Regions from separate parts of the Muntiacus reevesi genome. Here region 2 is linked to region 1. The links are chromatin contacts, called in public Hi-C maps. All regions are on one chromosome and are shown on one strand. The core of a region is the stretch at or near the end of the contact, and the rest is flanking DNA. Distances in the headings are between cores, read along the strand shown. Region 1 holds the start of PWP2 (PWP2 small subunit processome component). Region 2 holds the start of TRPM2 (transient receptor potential cation channel subfamily M member 2).

Evidence for each region. A called contact is a pair of places that touch in the nucleus more often than the background predicts.
Region 2: a contact with region 1 is called in a Hi-C map of blood, with 2.5 times the contacts expected there. The contact joins the promoter of TRPM2 here to the promoter of PWP2 in region 1.

What each region holds. Positions count from the first base shown.
Region 1 is chr8:23,878,206-23,882,236 of mMunRee1.1, reverse strand. It overlaps PWP2 (PWP2 small subunit processome component), which reads right to left and starts at 2,111. Exons shown (of 21, transcript XM_065942363.1): 1 at 1,993-2,111; 2 at 630-742. The coding sequence starts at 2,010. TRAPPC10 (trafficking protein particle complex subunit 10) reads right to left here. Exons shown (of 23, transcript XM_065942706.1): 23 at 3,337-4,031.
Region 2 is chr8:24,092,644-24,096,674 of mMunRee1.1, reverse strand. TRPM2 (transient receptor potential cation channel subfamily M member 2) reads right to left here and starts at 1,646. Exons shown (of 33, transcript XM_065942905.1): 1 at 1,522-1,646.

The DNA.
Region 1 (4,031 bases), core at 862-3,361:
TAAGTAAAGATAAATAACCACTGGATCACACTCTAATTCTGTCCTCTATCATATCACTTTCCAGTTCTTCTTCAGCAGCCGTGAGGCCTCGACCTTGGAGTGCCCCTGCCACATGTCACTTAAACAGCTGACACCAGCAATGACCTGCGAGGAACTGGCCCTGCACTTTAGGAAACAACTCACAAGCAAGTACTACGGCCCCATTTTATAGATGCAAAAACTGAGGCATGCAGAGATCCAGGCAGCCTCTGCCACAGGAGGGTCTCACCCAGGCCACACACATCTGAGAAGACAGGAACAGAGTCACGTGCGTGCTCAGTGGAGACAGAGTGAACCTAAGCGTGCTGGCTAGGCAGCAGTCCAGGGCTGGTCCCATGCCCAGGCATCCTCTACCAGATATTTCAGCCAAGTGATGCAACCTCAGTACACAGGGTCCAGCGGAGAGGTTAGAAGGGAGGAACCAGGACCCCTACAGCCAGTCCCACTGCTGAACCATCGGCACTACGTGAATCCGCAGGCCCCTCTTGGGCTGTCTTAAGTAAAAGGTATGCTTTAGACAGGTGAGGAAAACACTTTTTACCTGCAAACCACAAGGATCACTATTGCTAAGATCATTTTAGCATACTTACTTTTTCAAGTCGAACACAGTAACTCTGTTTCCCACAGGGCTGATAACTGAATTCCCATCACAGGTAAAATTTAAGTTTCCACACCGATAGACTGTCCCCAGCAAATTTGAAAACTGAAAAGAAAACAAAACTGTCTTTATTATGTAAAGAAAATACAACTCTTGGAAACGACGAAGCGAGGCTTCTGGTCAAGGAGATGATGGTGCAGACTCTCCAGGCTCCCTCATTATTCCCGGGGTCCCTCGAGCCAACCCCCTCCTCCCAGGACAGTTCCTGGGCACCTCTCAATCCAGCCCCGAGCAGGAGAGAATACATAAGCCCAGTCCCCAGGGTCTCTGAGCTTCTGCTGGGGTGGACAAAGGGCAGGATCAGCGTAGGGTAGCCTCCAGATAGGAGGTGTCTGCTGGAGGGCGGGGAGGACAGGACCTGTGCTGCAGGAAGAGAACTGCGGACGGAACAGCCTTCCGACTGCATGTAGGGTTCAAGGCTTCCTGAACAGCTGGCAGAAAGCTTCCTAGCCTGCTGGCAGCCCATCCGTTCAATCATTCATTCAACCATCAACCACCTGCAGGTCCCACGACCTGCGTGTGGGCCACTGAGACAGGAGGAATCTCCAAGGAGCATCTGGAGCTGCAGGCGGGCAGGGTTCTGGGAACCCCAAGAGGCTACGGGGACTGGAGAGCTGGGGATGGAAGGCACCCCGAGAGGAGTTGGATGGGGGAGGTTGGGGTCACAGTGGGGGAGCATTCTAAGCAGGAAGACCAGATTGGGTAGGGGCAGCGTGTGTGTGAGGTGGACCTGAGGAAGCTCCCGCCGAGGCTAGGGCCAGGCCAAGCCTGGGACGTGAGGAGCTGGGACCTGACAGAGAGAGAAAGGCTGGAAACAACAAACCTGCGGAGGAACAGCCTTCAGGGCAGTGGCAGCAGCGGGCAGGGCCGCGCAAACGCTCACAGCTTCAGACACACAGGTGGCCCGCTGTGCCAAGGGGCCCGAGACGCGGGGAAGATGCAGAAGCGCGTCCGGTGAGCTCGGCACCCGGCTCCCGCCCTCTGCCCCCGCGTCCTCTCCACGGCGCGAGCTGCGGAGCCTGGGAACCAGGGCTTCCGTCCGGGCTGGCTTCCGCTGCCCCGCTCGGATCTCGGCGTGACCCTCCCTCAGCACTCCGCTCTTTTCGTCTGCGCGCCCGCTCCGTCCCAGTCCGGGGCTCTGAGGCCCCAGGCCGGGCCTCTCTCAGGCTGCCGGGTGAGGAGCAAGTCGGTGGTGCCTGACCCAGTGAACCCAGGCCCAGCTCCCTGGCCCCGAGGGAGCAGTCTCGAGGAGCGACTCTATCCGGACCCCCTCACCACCCCTGGCCCGCGCTCACCCTGTAAGCGAACTTCATCCCGGCAGCCACACGTGTGTTGCTTGCTCTCTGCGCCCCGCCCCTCGGCCCGCAGCAAGCACTTCCGGGATGGGAGCGCGGTCACACGCCATAGCGCCCCTCGAGGCCTGGAGGAGCAGCGCCGCCCGAGCTTGGGTCCCAGCCAGCCGGCCCCGCCCCAAGGGTGGCTTCCTGGCTGCAGGTCCAGCCCCGGAGGTGAAGCCCCACCCACCGACCCCGCCCCCAAGCGCGGGTTCTTTGCAGCCAGCACGGTCCCAAGGTGGAGTCCCAGCCCGCGGCTCCGCACCCCCCAGGTCAGGCTCAGGTCCTCTTGGGCTTGGGGTGGGTTGCCCGGCTGCTTTGACAAACCATTCCAGCACCATGGAGGGTGAGATCCGATCCGATCGTCCGATCCTACGCTTATTTGTTTAAAAGCTCTAGATCATTAAGTAGGGGCCAAAACAGCAAGACTAAGTAAATGGAAAACCTTTTCTGAAGAAAATAAATTGTATTAGTGAAGCTTCCAAATATGACAGAGGCAGTCACCTTGTCAGACTGTTGTTCAGGGGCTAAGTCGTGTCCAAATGCGACTCAATGGACTGTAGCCCACTAGGCTTCTCTGTCCTCCACCATCTCCCAGAAATTGCTCAAAGTCATGTCCACTGAGTTGGTGATGCTATCTAATGGTCTCTTCCTCCACCACGCCTTCTCCTCCTGCCCTCAACCTTTCCCAGCATCAGGGTCTTTTCCATGAGTCAGCTCTTCGCAAAAGGAGGCCAAAACACTGGAGCTTCAGCTTCAGCATCAGTCCTTCCAATGAATATTCAGGATTGTTTTCCTTTAGGATTGACTGCATTGATGTCCTTGTAGTCTAAGAAGTCAAACTGTAGGATGGCACATATGTCTACAAAAAAACCTCAAAAACTCTCTAGACTCAGATGTCTTACTTCCAGTGTGCTATTGGGCAGTAAGGGGCTTCCCTGGTGGCTCAGCAGTAAAGACTCTACCTGCCACTGCAGCAGACACAGATTCCATCCCTGAGTCGGGAAGATCTCCTAGAGGAGGAAATGGTAACCTACCCCAGTATTCCTGCCTGAAAAATCCCATGGACTGAGGGGCCTGTCAGGTTATCCAGTCCACGGGGTCGCAAGAGTCAGAAACGAGTTAGCAACCAAACAACAATTGGGCAGTAAGTTGTGAGAAAGGACCCCTAATGCTACCCCCAAAATAATTAATGTTTAGTAGTCAGGAACAAGGATTAGGGAAAGAAGACAAGAATATTCTCTTTTTTTTTACACACTCAATTTTCACACACCACAGGATAAGAATGAAGTCCAAAACAGCAGGTTTCTTCTTAAAATGTGTATTTTCAGAATTATAATGCTTACATTTTAAACAGTCTTAATACAATGGCTTTAGTCTAACAATATATTACAGAATAATGTGAAAAATGACTTTCATAGTAAACTATGAAAATGGAGTTAATACCTGCAGTATCAAAGTCACCAACTTGTCACCTTTTCCAGCCGCTGAGCGCCAGCAAACCATCTTGACCACACTCAGGTCTTACAGCCTGGTGCACAGGGTGAATACATTTAGAGAAAGGGGCATTTTCATGAAAAATCAAATTTTAAAATCACATAGGATTTCTTTTAAAGATTACAGTTGACAATAAAACATTTAGATCAGGTTAGTTTGTTGTTTTATAAAAAGTAGTACAAGTTTTCATTTCATATACACACCTGGAGTGTTTAACTTCATTTTGTAACTCAGTTTTATTTTAAACACTACAGAATTGACTAGAAGCCTGTGTGTCTTTTCTCTGCCAACTCTGGGATACCCAGCCCCATCACCTAAGACCAGTATAGGAACCCAGTCCATGAGAGGCTGAGCTGATGGAGTTGCAGGTAGAAGTCATTTTCAGATTAAATACAAGAATTTCCACATTAAAACAAGAGTTATAATTTTTCCAGTCATAGGAGACCCTATGAAATTCACCAAAATTATAACTTATTTTCTTTTCCACTTGCTAATATTTACAT
Region 2 (4,031 bases), core at 397-2,896, 210 kb before region 1:
TGTCTCAGGCTCCAAAATCACTGCAGACAGTGACTGCAGCTACAAAATTAAACACGCTTTCACCTTGGAAGAAAAGCTATGACAAACCTAGACAGTGTATTAAAAAGCAGAGATACCACTTTGCTGACAAAGTTCCATATGGTCAAAGCTGTGGTTTTTCTAGTAGTCATGAACAGACGTGAGAGTTGGACCATAAAGAAGGCTGAGTGTGGAAGAATTGATGCTTTTGAACTGTGGTGTTGGAGAAGACTCTTGAGAGTCCCTTGGACAGCAAGGAGATGAAACCAGTCAATCCTAAAGGAAGTCAATCCAAAATATTCATTGGAAGGACTGACGCTGAAGCTGAAGCTCCAGTACTTAGGCCACCTGATGTGAAGAGCCAACTCATTAGAAAAGACCCTGATGCTTGGAAAGATTGAGGGCAGGAGGAGAAGGGGACAATAGAGGACGAGATGGTTGGATGGCATCACCAACTCAATGGACATGAGTTTGAGAAAGCTCTGGGAGATGGTGAAGGACAGGGAAGCCTGGCGTGCTGCAGTCCATGGGGTCACAAAGAGCTGAATATGATCTAGGGACTGAATAACAACAATTAGCACAGATATGTTGAGAAAACTCTAAAAGTAAAGGACTTCCAAGAAGAGAGAGAATCTGACCCCTTAGGTCTGAATATAGTAACAACATGCACACCTACAGATGTGGCCCAGCACAGAACACTGACAAAACGTGAAGCTGCAGCCCTAGAGAGGAGTGAGGGGGCTGACAGGAGCTCGGGGTGAATGTTCCCATGGGGACTCACCCAGACAGGTCTCCTCCTGGTACCCGGCCCTTCCCAGCCCAGAAGACTCACCGGTTAACAGAACCACGTGCTGGTCTGGCGCATGGCTGCGGCCCTGTGTGCGCCCACTCTCCACTCCTCTAACCCTGTAGGGGCTCCCTGCGCTCCTCCTCCAGCATCCTGAAATCCTGGCTGTGACAGCACTTTCAAGACTAAAAATAGTCACACGCGGGTGAGGGGCAAACGAACCGCCAACCACGGAACTGGGCCGAGAGGTCTTGGGGGCGGGGGTCAGAGGAAGAGCCTGAGATAGCTAAGTCCCAGATGTCCCCAAGTCGCGACACGGCGCCTCCGGACAGACCGCGCCCAGCCGTGGCGCAGCGCCTGCGCCCCGCGCCACAGTCCAGCGGACATCCGCACCCGGCCAGCCGCCTGCCTGCCGCAGCAGTCCCGCAACCCCTCTGCAGCCCCGCACCGCAGCCGGAGCCGCGCCCAGCCCTCTGCACCCCGGCGGCGCACTCACACCTTGGAGCTTGCTGCAGTCTTCCCCGACCCCGAGCTCCCGCCCCCGCGCCCGGACCCAGACCGATGCCTAGGTCCCCGCATCCCTTGGCCCACGCACCCCAGCCTGAGCTCCGACCCTTGTGCCGGCCCGACCCTCCTCCTGGATCCTGGGGCATCCTCCCCTTGATATGCGGCTCCGCAGCGCCTCGGTTCCCTCCACCCCAGGCCGGCGTGCGTACCTGCTGAGAGAGGCCCGCGCTCGCGCGTCACTCGCGCCGTCGCCGCCGCCGAGCAGGACCGCAGCCCTGGCCCCGCGGGACCCGTGCAGCGCGCTCCGCGTCACGGCTCCGGAGAGCGCTGTCCGCCCAGTCCCGCACTCCGGACCAGAGCCCAGGAGGAGAGACTAGCCCTCTGGAGCGCGGTCCGCCTCCCCAGGTCCCCTCCCAAGGGGCTGGCGCCAAGTGTGAACCCGGAGGAAGCGATTCTCATCAAGTCCTAACCGCAGGGAGGTGGGGCGCAGGACTGGACGGGGTTGTGTCGGACAATGGGGGCCTGGAGACTGGGTGAACCACTTCCCCTACTGGTCTGCTCTTGCCCTCACCCGTCTTCCTAGGGGCCCCAAGCAAGGAGCCCATTCCCTGTAAGGCAAGATCCAAGGCGCCAGGAGGAGCCCCGCACAGGGTTCACCCCAGCAGGTGCTGCCCCAGACCCACAGGTGCCTTATCCCCACCCCGGCTGCATGGCCCTTCCCAGTCCTCCTGGCTGGAGCAGAGGACTGAATGCTGACTCCTGAAAAACTGATTAAAGCTCTTCCTACAACTCCAAACTCCCTCACCACAAATCTCTCACCCCACAGCGGCCCTCTGCCTGCTCCTTCCTGGCTGCCACCCCATGTGGCCTCATGATCTAGCGAAGTGAACAGGGTCCTGTGCCTCCTCTGATGGCAGGGCCCGGGGCTGCCAGGTGACCCTCATTTCCTCCTCTGCGTGCATGGATGCAGTGTCCAGACTCCTGCCCAGAGCATCTTCCTCTAGAGGGCCTTTTGCCCCATCTGCCTCTGCCTCTCTGCAAAGCTGCCAGGTGCATGGACCAAAGTACCCCAGGTGCACTGGCCAATGGCTGGCCCCTGTCTCACTCGCCCACCACACAGAGGTTTCCAAGCAGCTTGGGGTAAGAGTCAGAACCCATCAGAGCTCCTTGTACAGCACTCGATCGTTTTCTCAAGGTACTTTGAAGATGACTGGAGTCTCTGTTCCAAGGTGGTTGGCACCAGCAATGGTGGCTGTTACCCAACAGCTCTCGGCTGCAGGGCTGCCTGCTGCAGGGCACAGCGCCTCGCCATCATGGCTGGTCCACAGGACTGCAGGTCTGGTCTGCAGGGCTGCCCGCTGCAGAGCACAGCGCCTCGCCGTCATGGCTGGTCCACAGGACTGCAGCTCTGGTCTGCAGGGCTGCCCACTGCGGGGCCCAGCGCCTAGCCATCATGGCTGGTCCACAGGACTGCAGCTCTGGTCTGCAGGGCTGCCCACTGCGGGGCACAGCGCCTAGCCATCATGGCTGGTCCACAGGACTGCAGGTCTGGTCTACAGGACTTCACACTGCAGGGGCATAGGTGCCAGCCACCACAGCTGCATCTTCAGAGCAGCAGGTGCTCAGCGAGTGGCCATCACGGGAGTTCTCCTGATACACGGATGACCACAACCCCTAAGAGGCATCTCAGACCCTAGTCAGCCGGTGAAGGAAGCAGAGACCCACACGTGTCCGCAGCCGCTTGTCAGCAGCTCTGTTCACACTCTCGCCCAGGGCTCCTTCCCCAATGCCCTCTGACCCGAGAGTCATCTCACGTCTGAAATCATACTAAAGGAAAGTTAATATTTCATGAGAGAGCAGTAACTGAAGAGCCATCGGACAGGGTGGCTTTCATTTCCATATATCCCAGGGCCTCCGTGGGAACATCACTTAAGGCCGAGTATCTCATGAACCAGGCTTCTGACAAAACATTTGTGCCCACAGTGTCCCCTCTGGGGCTCCTTCCCTTCTAGAAAACCACATATTTCACAAGCAGGTCATGCTCCATTGGCCAGACATCACTGCAAAAGCAATTATGAAACATCTTTTCCATAAAAATAGAAGTAGGAACCATAGAGTACAAGATCAGCAAGTACTGATCCTGACTGAGAGGTGTTTCAAGTTCAGATAAAGGAAACACAGGGGAGACGACTTTGTTCCAGCACAGACATCATGCCAAAGACATAAAGCCCCTTGGTCTTCCAGCCAGAGAAAACCACAGTCACTGAAAAAGAGAGTGATCTGACTAGCATGGCACGCTCTTGTCATGAATAATACATTGAAATAGAGAGGCGAGGCTGTTGGCTCCTTGGAGGAGGAGCTGGGGAGGGTTGGCAGAGGAAGGAGGGGAGAGTATGGGGGCTGGGAGCCCCAGCCCCTAGACATGGTCTGCCCGTGCTGAGGCTTCATGAGAAGACTAGAGAGGGACTACAGACTTTTTTATAGGGGGCCAGATGGTAAATCATTAGGTTTTGCACCTCCGTTTAAACTACTCAACTCTGTCCTTGCAGCCAGAGAACAGCCATTGGCAAAACACAAGCAGGTAGGTCTGACTGTGTGCCAATAAAACTTTATTTACAAGAACAAGCAGAGGGCCTGGCTATGTGTCAATAAAACTTTATCTACAAGAACAGGCAGTGGCTGGATCTGGCCTGTGGGCTGTAGGTTGCTGACCCCTGGT